Regions from separate parts of the Sus scrofa genome. Here region 1 is linked to region 2. A link is a contact called in public HiChIP or PLAC-seq data. All regions are on one chromosome and are shown on one strand. Each heading gives the region's core, a stretch centred on a gene start, on an enhancer-like site or on the middle of the called end of the contact. The rest is flanking DNA. Distances are from core to core; before and after follow the strand shown. Region 1 overlaps RBMS3 (RNA-binding motif, single-stranded-interacting protein 3). Region 2 overlaps RBMS3 (RNA-binding motif, single-stranded-interacting protein 3).

What was found. HiChIP or PLAC-seq counts read pairs in DNA pulled down with a chosen protein or histone mark.
Region 1: a contact with region 2 is called in an H3K27ac HiChIP or PLAC-seq map of skeletal muscle. The contact joins two enhancer-like sites. A contact is called at or near these places in 7 of 47 Hi-C or Micro-C datasets (embryonic fibroblasts, psoas muscle, retroperitoneal adipose tissue and 1 more) and 1 of 2 datasets of contacts at active chromatin or transcription factors (skeletal muscle).

Annotation. Positions count from the first base shown.
Region 1 is chr13:15,821,002-15,827,214 of Sscrofa11.1, reverse strand. The region is part of intron 4 of RBMS3 (RNA-binding motif, single-stranded-interacting protein 3); the gene reads right to left. Among named protein-coding and RNA genes, the nearest start is that of RBMS3, 860 kb to the right of the region's middle. Within about 2 kb of position 2,939, at least 25 of the 83 cell types and tissues checked have an H3K27ac peak or open chromatin away from gene starts, as enhancers often do. A contact at or near this core is called in retroperitoneal adipose tissue and skeletal muscle, where this site is marked.
Region 2 is chr13:15,710,848-15,717,498 of Sscrofa11.1, reverse strand. The region is part of intron 4 of RBMS3 (RNA-binding motif, single-stranded-interacting protein 3); the gene reads right to left. It overlaps LOC106507985 (a long non-coding RNA gene), which reads left to right and starts at 5,884. Exons shown (of 4, transcript XR_002337780.1): 1 at 5,884-6,276. Within about 2 kb of position 1,503, at least 26 of the 83 cell types and tissues checked have an H3K27ac peak or open chromatin away from gene starts, as enhancers often do. A contact at or near this core is called in retroperitoneal adipose tissue and skeletal muscle, where this site is marked.

The DNA of each region.
Region 1 (6,213 bases), core at 1,690-4,189, 110 kb before region 2:
ACCAGTATTCTACTTTTGAGGTCTATAAATTTGATGACTATAGGTACCTTATATAAATGGAATCATACTATGTTTGTCTTTTTGTGTCTGGCTTATTTCCCTTAGCATGACATCCTCAAGGTTCACCTATGTTGAGCATGTGTCAGAATTCCTGTGGCAAGAGCACAGTGTTTTGAACTTGGTAGATTAACCAATAAATATTCCTTGAATTCACTATCTGTCTCAGAATTAATTAAAGACAACATTTCATTGATCTAGTAGGTTTATCAGGCTTTCCTCCCTGGAAGAGATGGAAACTAGATATTTTAAAAATTTTAATTATTTCAATAGCTGGATGTTCTGCTTGTACAACAACTTTTCAGCTTCTGAGTTTAAAAAAATTTTACTATACCTTTGCTCTATTTCTTTGAAAACTGAACATAATGACCTGGTGCATATATAGGGATACCCACATATTCTTTTCCCCTTTATAATGAAGGGGATCCATCCAGATGGATGAATAATCCATCCATCCAACCAGTCTTTTTTTTTTTTTTTTTTAATTGTGCAGAGCCTATAATGATGTCAATTCCTGATTTGGGTAATTTTGTTTACTGCTTTTTTTTTTTTTTTGTCTTTTTAGGGCTGCACCCATGGCACATGAAGGTTCCCAGGCCAGGGGTCCAATCGGAGCTACAGCTGCCAGCCTACACCACAGCCACAGCAACATGGGATCCGAGCTGCGTCTGCGACCTACACCACAGCTACCAGCAATGCCATATCCTTAACCCACTGAGCGAGGCCAGGAATCGAACTTGCCTCCTCACAGATACTAGTCAGGTTTGTTAACCACTGAGCCATGATAGGAACTCCCATCCAACCAGTCTTTAAATATATATGTAAATATATTACACCATATATAATTATACGTATATCAATATGATACATATCTTCAGTATTCTCTTGGGACATGTGATAAACACAACAGATTAGTTGATACATCCTTCATCATACTTTTTACCTGCCCAGCAGCCGTCTATCTGGAGTGGCTTTGGGGCACTTCTGACCAACACAGTATAATTGGAAGTTGGATGAGTAAGTATGAGTAAGTATTCAGGAAAAAAATCTTACTTTTCTAATCAAGGTAATAGACTCTGCTGGCACAAATCTTTGGCTTTTATTCCTCTCTTCTTGGCTTATGTGAGGCCTTGAACATGGTCACTGCAGGAAGCTGATGTAATCAGGGCATGGTGCCTGGATATTCTGTAGCTATTTTGAGACCATGAGGCTAAAGCCAAGGTACTATGGGCATTTGAAACTTTTGAACCTCTCCTCCCTCCTGGAGTGCTTCTTTCAGCCTTCTTTTATAAAAGAGAAACAAACTTCAACTGTTACAACTCCTGACAAATCTTTTACTTACTGCTTTTATTTCCTAATCATGATGCTCAGTTCAAATGCTTCTAAGCCCACCTTTAAATTCAAGTGTTTCACTACCAAACAATTATTGATTCGAAGCTGCGAGATGAGAACATGCACAGAAATGTGTGTATCTATTTAGACATGTGTATATACACATACCTAATGTGTGTGTGTGTATTTTACACACATATGTAAAATTGTGGGGCCACAGCTGTTTGGGATTTGGGCTTTGTCTGTTTATTTGTTCCAAGTTATTATGCCCTGTAATTTATGAAAGGAAGTTCAAATTTCCGGGGACAAGAAAAGGGAATGCAGCAGGTCTTGAAGGAGAGGAGGCCTGATGCAGGAAGAAGTGACTTTCCCAGGCTGGCATTCAGCCAGAAATGCTGCCTCGTACTGGCAGCCTGGGAGCACAGGAAACGGAAACGCCTTTCTGAGGAGATCTCCAAAGTGATTCACACTCTCAACAAACATTTCCCAGATGTACAGCAGAAAATTGTAACAAAAACACCAAAACCCTGTTCTTCAAAGCTGAGCTCCAAGAGCTGAAATCACATTCTCTCCTTTATGAGTGTCCTCCTGCGTGTCAACACACCATAAAACATCGACTGGTGGAGATCGACAGTCCCTGCTTTTATTCATGCTATGTAAACATGTCTCGGGTCACTTGACACAGCACATGACATTCTTGGAAGGTGGGGGTCTGTAAAGCACTAAGCACCCTAATTATTGCAAACCCCTCCTGACAGCCTTTGCAGAAGTCCCAGTCACAAACTGTCATATGGGCAACAGCCATGTGTTCTCTCTGGAATTCTGCCAGCAGGGAAGATCTGAGAAAGATCTTTTCATCTCTAATGCAGAAGACTTTGCAAATCACAAGAATAATTCTGGCTTTTGCCAACCCAAGATCTGGTTATTGTAAGCCAAAAGATTCTTTTTTTACTCCCACAGCTGATGCATGGTTCTAGAAAGTGCACTGGATGAAACGCTGGCCACTGAGATCTCCTGGCCATAGTCTCAAGGCCCAAAGAGAAGGGAAAGGGATTTGCCTCACTGGTCCATAAGCTCCTCTACTAACCCCTAAAAAAAGCTCTGGGACTGGAAATTGTCCAGAGAACTGGAGAGCGAATGTACCAGAAAGTGAAAATAGACAAATAACATTGCCAAATAAAATAATAATGGCATGCCAGTTATGGCAGGAGTTGTTATATCTGTGTAATCTCATTTCAGCCCCACAAGAATCCTCTGAATCACATTCTCATTACCTCCATTTGGTGGATAAAATTCTGGGGTTCAGAGAGGCTGGCTTACGATGCTCGCCTAGCTAAAGGGGGGGTGAAGAAGAAACAGACTCAGGTCCATTTGGGTCTGACTGAAGACTTTCTGCTCTCACCGATAGCACTGAGCACTGTTTGTGTAATCCCCCAAAGGCCACCAGGAGATTTCAGAGCAGTCATCTCCCCCATCCTTCCTTCCTCATGACATTGGAGCACTTGGTCATCATGGAAGCATTTTTATCTGTTTATTCTGCCACTGACCCTGGAGCAAGACCCACGCTACCCTCCTGCCAGTAGCTCTCTTGTGGCTGAACTGGAAAAAAGCTTGGAAGAGAAGAGCTGGAAGTTGGGAGCTTAGAGGGAGTGGAGGAATGAGGCAGCCAGTGTGAGGGAGAGAAATTTGGGGCCTGGGTCTCAGGCTTATCTTGGGGACTAAAGCCCATCTGCCCCTCTCCTTCCAAACTAGCCAAGAGCAGTTACATCACTACATAAACTGAGTAGAAATGGTGATAGTTGTAGACAAACATTCAACACAGGAACCACTTAAGACCAAGGTCAGTCTCTGTGATAGCAACACCACGAAATTGAGAACTGATTTACTCTAGTTTAGGAAAAGAACCCTGGGATATTAAGGAAGAATATAATCCATATTTGAAAGTGAATGCAGTTAAGTATGGACTATAGGAAACGTGTTACTAACTCATGCTATAGTATGAATCTGTAAGTCAATGTCTGAGACCAGCTTTGTGGTATTGAAAGCTCTGTGAACAGGCACTTTGCATACCACAGGCAAACTCACCACACACCAGGTCAACCCAACCCCTGTGTGCGTAAACTTTGCATTTATAGAGCACCAGCGGTTAGCTGTCTGTTGTCTTCTTATAAAGTGGTTTGAAGTGCATATTGGATTCATGTTCCTCACACACATGGGGCGCAGACATTTGAAACTGAACTTTGCACAATTTCATTATTAAACACTCAGCAGGCTTCAAAGACAACTGCATTTCATTAATAATAAATAATAAAAATGAAAATGCAGTAAAATATTAACATATCAAACACCTCCATAGTGCTATTTTTATGCCCCAAACAACTTCCTTTCCCAAGAGACTGGGTCCCTGCCTGATTATAAGTTAGGTATTTAGTAAAGAAAATAAACCCCATCAGATGAGTCAAGAAGCCTCAACTGCGGCCCTAGGTGGTAAACTCATTATTTTCTTAATATTTTCTTTGGGAATAATTTCCAATGCAGAAAAGTTGCAAGAATAGAACAAAGAATATCCAAGATCCCACTAATTCTTCCCATTTTCACCTGTCACATTCTACCCTGCTAACCTTAAATTTGCTATTCTCTGAAACCAAACCTCTCTATTCATCTATCTCAAATACGTTTTTCTGAGCCATCTAAAGGTAAATTGGCAAAGTGTGGCCTGTTACCACTAAAAAGCTCAGTGTGAATTTCTTAAGAATAACGATATTAGCTATCATATAGTAAATCTAACATTGATAAAATACTTCAGAGTCAGTACTCCAATGTTATCATCTGACACATGGCCTTAATAATATTTTTCCCCTACAGGACAAGAGCCAATGACAGTACATTTTATTTTCACTTCTCTTGTATCTCCTGGAACATCTCTTTGGTCTTTTCTTCTGTCTTTTGTGACCTTAACAGTTTTGAAGGATCGTTGTTTTAAGACTATTCTTTCTGTTGGGTGCATTTGATGATTCCTTGTGATTAAATTAAGGTTAGGCCTTTTTCCCAGCTGCAACATTCCAAAGTGGCATTGTGTCCTTTTCAGGCTATCACATCCACAGGTGCATGGTGTCCACTCCTCCCCCACTGGTGAAGCTGATGAGCAGGCAAAGTGCTGGTTAGAATTTCCATTGCATAGTTACTACCTTTTCAGTCTATACCTCATTTCCACTCCTGGGGATGAGGAAACTAGGCACACATCTCTCTGTTCATCCACATTTCCTCCCTGGAATGAACATCTATTGATTCTTCACTTTGATCCCATTCCAGCTTTCCTCCATAGTAACCCTATTATTTGCCTCATTATTATTATTATTATTATTATTGTTATTATTTTTGTCTCTTGTCTTTTTAGGGCCATGCCAGTGGCATATGGAGATTCCCAGGCTAGGGGAAGAATCGGAGTTACAGATGCTAGCCTACACCACAGCCACAGCAACTTGGGATCCGAGCCGCATCTGTGACCTATACCACAGCTCACGGCAACACTGGATCCTTAACCCACTGAGCAAGGGCAGGGATTGAACCTGCATCCTCATGGATCCTAGTCAGATTCGCAGCCACAATGGAAACTCTTTATTTATGTAGAAAACACAGTGGAGCAGAAAAGACACTCAACATTGACAGAAAATATCTTATCGTCTAGCAGGAACTTGATTATAGATAAGTCACCAATTGTCTCTGAAGCTAAGTTTTACCATTAAAATACTGTCAATAATATTTTTGAGAAAGTGAAAATAATGGCACATGTACATTTGAAAGTAGAATATTTTATAAAAGTATAATGTGTCATGAAAAGTAAACATGCGTCTAAATGTCCATAGCTGTTACAACAATAATGGGAAATGTCATAGCTCCTTCTTGTTTTTCAGAGCACTTTGACATAAATTAACTTATTTCCACCTAATGATAATGCTGCAAATTAGGTAGAATAGGCTTACCCCCATTTTACAGATAGGGATTTGACCCTAAGTATTTCCTGTGACAAATGACTCAGTGTTTTCCCAAAATCCTATGTGCCTTTATGCAAAAACAAACATACAATACATACACAGACACACACACACAGACTTACATCCACATATTTAATGTCTATATAAAAACTAATTCTAGAAGTTTGGTACAGTGCAGTTCCAATGGTGGCTAGAAAAAAGTTATAGTACAATATGACAGCAATGGAAAGAAGTCCTATGATAACTGGCCCCTGCTGCTTTTCACATTTGAGTTAGAAAATGGTCATGACGATTTGACTATTACTCATTCTTCTCTACAGCTTGACACCCAATCCAACATACAACGGAATAGACTAATACTAGGAGACTGGGAGTTGGGTTTGAGGAATGGTTCAGGAGGGGCAATTTGGAAATTAAAATAATGTGGTCTGGGTAGATTTAATGAAAGGTAATATTTAAACAAAATCTTGAAGGAGGTATGACTACCTAAAGGAAGGGCCTTCAGAAAGAAGGATAGACAGTGCACGAGACCTAGAGCAAGGTCATGTTTGAGGATCAGCAGAGAGGTCATTATTGCTGGAGCAGAGTGAACAGACCAGAAAAGTACCAGGAGATGCTGTCAAACAGGTGAGAGATGGGATGGAGGGACTGTTTGATTTGGGGGCGGGGGGGATGTCTTAGAGGCCAATACGAGGACTTGAGGAAATCATTAAAAGATTTGGGGCACCAGTCACACAACCTGATGAGTTATATTTTAATAGGACCAGAAGGGTTGATATTTTCATTCTATACAGTAAACTTGATTTTGCTAAACCTGATAATATTGAGT
Region 2 (6,651 bases), core at 254-2,753:
TTAAATGGCACTCCATATTTAAAATAAAAATTGGCATTTTGTTTCTGTTTCCATTTTCAAAGAGCATATTTTTTAATCACATCCAAAATAGTTCAGCATTTTTCCCACTAGTACAAAAAAAAAAAAAAAAAAACCAGCAACACAGACCCTCAATACACGTCTCCTAACACACGAGTACCTTTTTGCTCTTGGTCTCCTGTCAGCTCCATCTGTACTCTTACTGTGAACAGCTATAGCATAAAAATGTCTACTCACATGCTTTTGATATTACACTATTTAATCACATACAGCTGTGGCTTAGGAGACTGTTACAAAACACAATTTTAATGTAGTACTCGAAGCCAATTTTGGATAAACATCAACCATTTACTCTGAATAAGAAGTCCAACACTAAAAAGATTTTCTTTTAAAGGAAAAGCCCGATTTTCTTAGAATTTGGCATGGGCATAATTGTGACTGAGCCCTCTTCTGCCAAAAAGACTGATAACGTCAAAGAGGATTGTGTGAATCATAGTAGTGCAAAAACAAAGCTTTCCAGAATTCCTGGAGCCAGAAAGACCTGAAATGACTTGCATTCGCCCTCCTCTTCTTTGGCCTCTGTCCCTTCCAATGGCCCCCACGTCCAACCCGAAATGCTTTTTATTATTTGATGGAAACAGTTTTGAGTTATAATTCTGTTCTTCTTTTTCCAAATGGAGAGAAAGTGAAAGGAAAATGTGTTGGAAAGATACTGTTAAGAGAAATATGCATGGTGTTTCCTTTAAGTTTGGAATTATTGGGGAGAAAAAAACATGATATTTTTACGTATCTACTCCTTTTAAGTAGGCACTAGATTTAGTGTTGTGAAAACAGTGACTACATTATAGAAAAGAAAAGGCCAATGATAACAAAGATTTGAAGGAGTAAAGAGAGAAAACAGCAGCTGAAGAGGGAGAGTAACCTCTTTCTGTATTTCTCTCATTTCAAACCAATTAAAATAGTATACATTCTAAAATGAGACAAGATTTATCATAGTTTCATGCTACCATTGCCTCCGCCCCCCACCCCACCTCCAAAGTGTAAGAAATATTTGGAGTTGTAGCTAAAAATACTATTGCTGGAAGATTTTGAGAAAACCAGTTCTGTATGTTTCAGGCTTTCAAAGGAAAAGAGTACTTGGGAGTTTTCAAGGCTGTTTTCAAACTGGCAAGTTACCAACTCTGACTATCAATGCAAATCTGAGGCAGGAAGTACTAAGGAAATTCTAAACTCACTCCCTCCCTCAGCAAAATTTTCTACATTTTCATCTGCAAGAAATGTGTTAAGGGTTGTTTGGTTTTGCTTTTGGAGGATCTGTACGTTCACATCTTTAAGAATATCCTTTACCCCCTCAGGAGCCTCCTTCTTCCTTTGGCAACTGCTCAGGCCTGGTGTTTTCAAGGGTCTGCTCTTTCCATGGCACAACTGGGCCCAGCTAGACTTTCACAGCCGGGCGGCCGTCCAGCTGCAGATGGTTGGAAATTCAGCCTGAAATCAGTGTGCCGTTGATGGATGACTCTTTCCACCTGACCCCAACTTCACACCAGGCTCTGAACAGAATCTGAGCACCACCAGCCAGAGAAACTTAGTCAGGGTCCTATGGTCTGAAACCTTCTCTTCAAGGTCTTCTGGGGAAGCAGATGGCCAAAGAAGGAAGGCGGGAGATGGATGAAAGAACAATGTGATAAGAAACTGCACTGAACTGATGGGAACAGAGTGAACTGGTAAGGCTCTGGAAAGGAAGGAAAGGCAAGCTTGCTGTGTGTGCTTGGGGGAATTTTTAAGTTTTATAAAGATGAGTAAAGTTTTCCAAAGATCACCTAGGGGAGAGGTATCTATTTCTCAACTGTAAAATATCAACTCATCAGACTGTGACTATGTTTTACTCTTTTGAGGTTTCCCAGTTCAACTAAGTTGTTTTGCCAAGAAACCTCCCCAAAGTGCCTCAGTACAGATAGAAATCCACCCTGAGTCTCACAGGGCAATAGCAACAGGTTGGGTGTTTGGAATGGGCTGTAACAAAATTCCTGAGAAATATTAGGTTACAACTCAATCAAACATCATCATGTATGTGATCATTAAGCCAATAAACTACTTTCAGCTCTCCTTTCTCTAAAACTTGGTGATTATTCAGAGTGGCCTGCCAACAGCAAATTCATTTTGATGAAACTCTTTTTGAATCCAGTTATGTCTCCTCTTTAAATATTCTGACTTGTCACCAAGATTTCTTCATTACTCCTAACCAAAAGTAATGTTCCTTTTAAAATTGCTTCTTTTAATAGGAAAAAAAAAAAAAAAAGGCCAAAAAGAAAACTGAGAAGTGACAACTTTTAATATGAGGTCTGGAAGAGAAAGCAGATTATACCCATATTACTACAAGGTATTGCCACAAGTCAACTATAGGTTTTCCTTGTATTTGACTTACACATAACTTTTCTAATATAACATTTTCAAAGAAACAAAAGCATAAATATCTTATTTCCATTTTTTTTCTCTTTAAGCAACAAAGAGATTGCTTCTAATGTGATGGGTAATAAGAGAAAGAGAAGACAGGGAAGGGAGACGCGGTTTTTTTTTTTTAAACTTTAAATGCATTTGAGAAAATGGAAGACATTTACATGTATTTAAAAATCCATTTTTATTTTGTTTTATCGTAAGAGCAGCTGCATCTAAAATACATGTTTTGGCAGAACAAGAAGGGTCAGTATTTTGGCACTTTCTGAACAAATACAATAATAAACATTTTACTTCTTTAAAGTCCTGTGAAGATTTTCCACCCAAAACTAATGTCAGCAAACAGCTTTTGTGGTTAGTTAAAAACACCTACATTTAGAGACTAATTTAGGACATGGTATCACCAGAATACGATTTTTGTTGTCAACCATAAATGTCTTTTCTATAACAGAATCATTTAAAATAGCAGTGATTTTTAAATTGGATTATAAGTGCAAGCCAAGGCTAAAAGACCAGTGGATTTTATGAATTCCATCTAGGCTTACCAAATAAATAATAAGCAGCGTGCATTTACTTCAAAATTATGACAGGTTCTATCTTGAGATATAAGTATGAAAGGAACAAAAAGTGGTACTAAAATAATCTGGTTGTTTTCATGCTATACTGAGCCACCATAGCATTTATGGTGTTAACGCTGTCAGAAAGTTCCCACATTTTAAAATATTGCACGCTGACCCTTCCTCCCATTCCCCCAGTGCCCAAGTGCCAAAACAGGACACGTTTTCATGCCTTCAGCTCACAGGAATGTTATTAATGTCTGTCATTTCAGAGCCACCAAAATAATATTCGACAACTTCACAGCACTGTCGAAATTTTACAACACAATAATCAATAAGAACGGCCACAATAGCCAAAGTAGCTGATCGTATATTCTCTTCCACCCTGATCTGATTACCCGACTATCAGCTGAGGTCGCCTAATGGATCTAACTTCTTTAGAAATATTCCAGAAGTTGATGGCTTTGACTGGCTTGAAAGTAACAAGATCCAGATGTTGCCTGTCTACACAACACTCAACTACATAGGACCCCAAAACAGATTTTTTAGCTGGTCCAGCATCCTGTGTCTTTAATATAATGTACACAAAATTATTTCCTGCTAGTAATAGGTTAAAAAGAAATCTCAAGCATAAAAGCAATTATTCCATTCATTTTGATCTAAAGTTTCTCTTCTGAATAGACTTCATAGTAGAAAACAAGAACCAAAAAAGAAAGCATGAATTTGGAAACATTTGGAAAAATTTAGCCAAATGACTAAAGGGGATGGAATGTCCGATATTTTTCATGCAACCCTCGAGTGTGTTGTTTTTGTTTCTTTGGGGGATGAGAAATGACTGTAAATTTCCCCTTTTTAACTTGTCGCTGCTTTGCCATTTCCTTAAGGAAGGCAGGCAGCATTCTCAACCCAATCCCCCAAAGAGTTAAAACTCTGGCCACTGGAGCAGGAGGGCTGGGCTATTTAAGCAGCAACACCAACTAAATGCTCACAAAGGCAAAAAGCAGTGTGAGTCGACCTTGGAGGGGTAGGGCAAATCAGAGAGCAGTTGAGAAAGGAAGGGGAAAAAAGAACAACCTTTAATACAATACTGAAAGTCGGCTGCCTGCTCTGGTTTACAAATAGGCATTGTTTGGCGAGACAGAATAAATGAGAGAGAACTACAGCATGAATGACCAAACCCTCGTCACATCACCGAGTCTTGGTGACAGCTCAGATCACTCAGGCACGCCTCGTTCACTCCTGGCATATTTATTTATCAGGAAGACGGAAGACTCTGGCTAATGCAATGCAAAATAATATAATCTGTAAAGAAATATAATCCGAGCATTCCAGGGGTAACTACCAACACCCACCCACCCCCAAATGAAGTCCCATGTAATTGACAAATTGGAGCAGTGATTTCACACCTGAGCGTCTTCCATGTCTGAACTGCAGGATAAAGTTCATGGTTGACACGACCCACGGCTTAGTGACGTGAGCTTACCCCTGGCCCCCTCACAATCGTTTGAGCACACACATAAAGCCTAAAGTATTTAACCACTTCACGTCCAGTTATCATCAGCTATATTTCATCCCATTTGAAGACCCAGGCCTCCTGATGGCAGCCAACCCAGACACAGCAAGCTTCTAAAAGTAAAGAGCATCTACGGTAAAGCTCCGAAATTCAGTCTCTAGCATTCCCTGAACACCCTCCCTATAAAATCAAATACGTAAAAAACCAAAAATACACTCAAACAAACTCTCGGAGACTTTAGTTACTTGCCATATACCTTCCCACACCCTTCTCCCATGCCACACTCAGCGATTTAAAAGTTTGAGTTGTCCCCACCCCGGCATGTCCTATCCAGTGGGCAAAACCCAGTTAGAGCCACAAACAAAGAACAGCTCACCAGAAAAGCCCCTGAAATTGTATTCTCGTGCCTGATAATCACTGTTACGATCCCCTTGTCAACAACCCTGCCCATCCGCAAAGGACTTGACAGAGATCAGGAGCATTTGTGTTGCCAAATAACAACAAAGGAACTCTAGTGAAACTATTATCTCTCCTTAAAGAGGAAGCCACAATTCCGGGCTCGCTTTCTTCTAATAGTCTCCTCTGCTTCATTAACTCCATTGCTAGGTTACTAATTTCAAAGAAGCAGGAAGAGGTGATGGGGGGGGGGGGTAAATAATAATTCACATGCCTGTCTGTCTCCCATCCCAAGTGCAGAAGGACACCACACAGCTGCCAGACTGTGGGGCGAGCCATACCTTGGTTTGGAGATAATGAGGATAGTAGTAAGTGTACTGGGGGTACATTTGTGGCTGGTCCAAGCGTTTGCCCATGTAGCTGGAATCCCTGTCTCCGAGGCAGGGGACTGGATGACAGGGTATATGCCCCAGGCCGAGCTGACAGTCCCGATGACTGATGAGGCTTCGGAGATCTTCTTCCACCCCTCACTAGTTCCAACACAGCAAGAATTTTAAAAAGAAACACACCAAAAAAAGAGGGAGGGGGGGATCCGTAGGAAAACCCCCCACACAGCCTCCCTGGATCTTGCCTGCCTTCCCCCAGCCGCCGGGGTCCACTTGGGGTGAGGCAGTTTGTTCTCTACCAGGCTGCCCGTAGTGATGTCAATTGCCAGCGTTTGTAAAGGGAAAAAAAAAAAAAAAAATCAAAGTCCTTTTAGCACAACTCCGAATCCTTGCAGATCGGCTTCCTGTCTGTCTCTTTCCCCACCTTAAAGAGAAAGAAAAAAAAAATAAAAAGGAAGAGAAAAGAAAGAAGAAAAAGGAAAAAGAAAAAAAAAAAAAGAAAGAAAGAAAAAGAAAGGGGAAAAGAAAAAAAAAAACAAAAAGCAAAAAAAAAAAAAACCTTGCACAGCTCAGTTGCTGCTGTCTCCCTCCCAGAGTGACATGGTGTTGGGGCCCGTCCTGTCCTTTCATTCACGTCCCCTCCTTCCAGCCGGTGGGTGGGACCCGGAGAGCCCCTCTAGGGAGCAGCGTACGCAGTCCAGAAGGCTGCAGTATTTCCTCCAAGAAAAAAAAAAAAAAAAAAAAAAAAAAGCCTGCTTCAACCCCTGCTGCAAGCAAAGTTCCGATTCCCTCTGCTGGCTATCTCGAATAGCAAAGCGGTTTTTGCAGCAGAGCTGCTGCCGCTGGGACTGAACCGGGGAACTCAAATGTGGGCGGTGGATTATTCCTTATCCTTCCCTCCATCAACCCTGCACAAGAGCTGCCTTCTTTCCTTTTCTTGCCAAGTTTCAAGGTAAGCCACTCTGCTAAACAAAACACGGCAGACCCTGGGAGGGACCAGAGGACGAAGGGAGGAAGGGAGAGGAAGGAGAAAAATCAAGGCGGACAGACTAACCTTGCTGGTTAAAATGGAAAAAGTGTATCCCAAATGCTCTCAAAACCTGGGAACATACTCCAGCTAAAGGAATCCAAGACCTGCTTTAGAAACTAACCTTTTACTTCTCGGAGGACATGGAGGACAGTAAGTATTGAAGAAATGTTAGCGTCTACTCCAGGGCCACTATTAACAAGCCAGTCATCATCAGATCACAGTGACCAACTTATCACGGCAGAAATAATCTTCTGATCACTACATCCATTTTGTAAACATCCAAAGACGTGTCCCCTT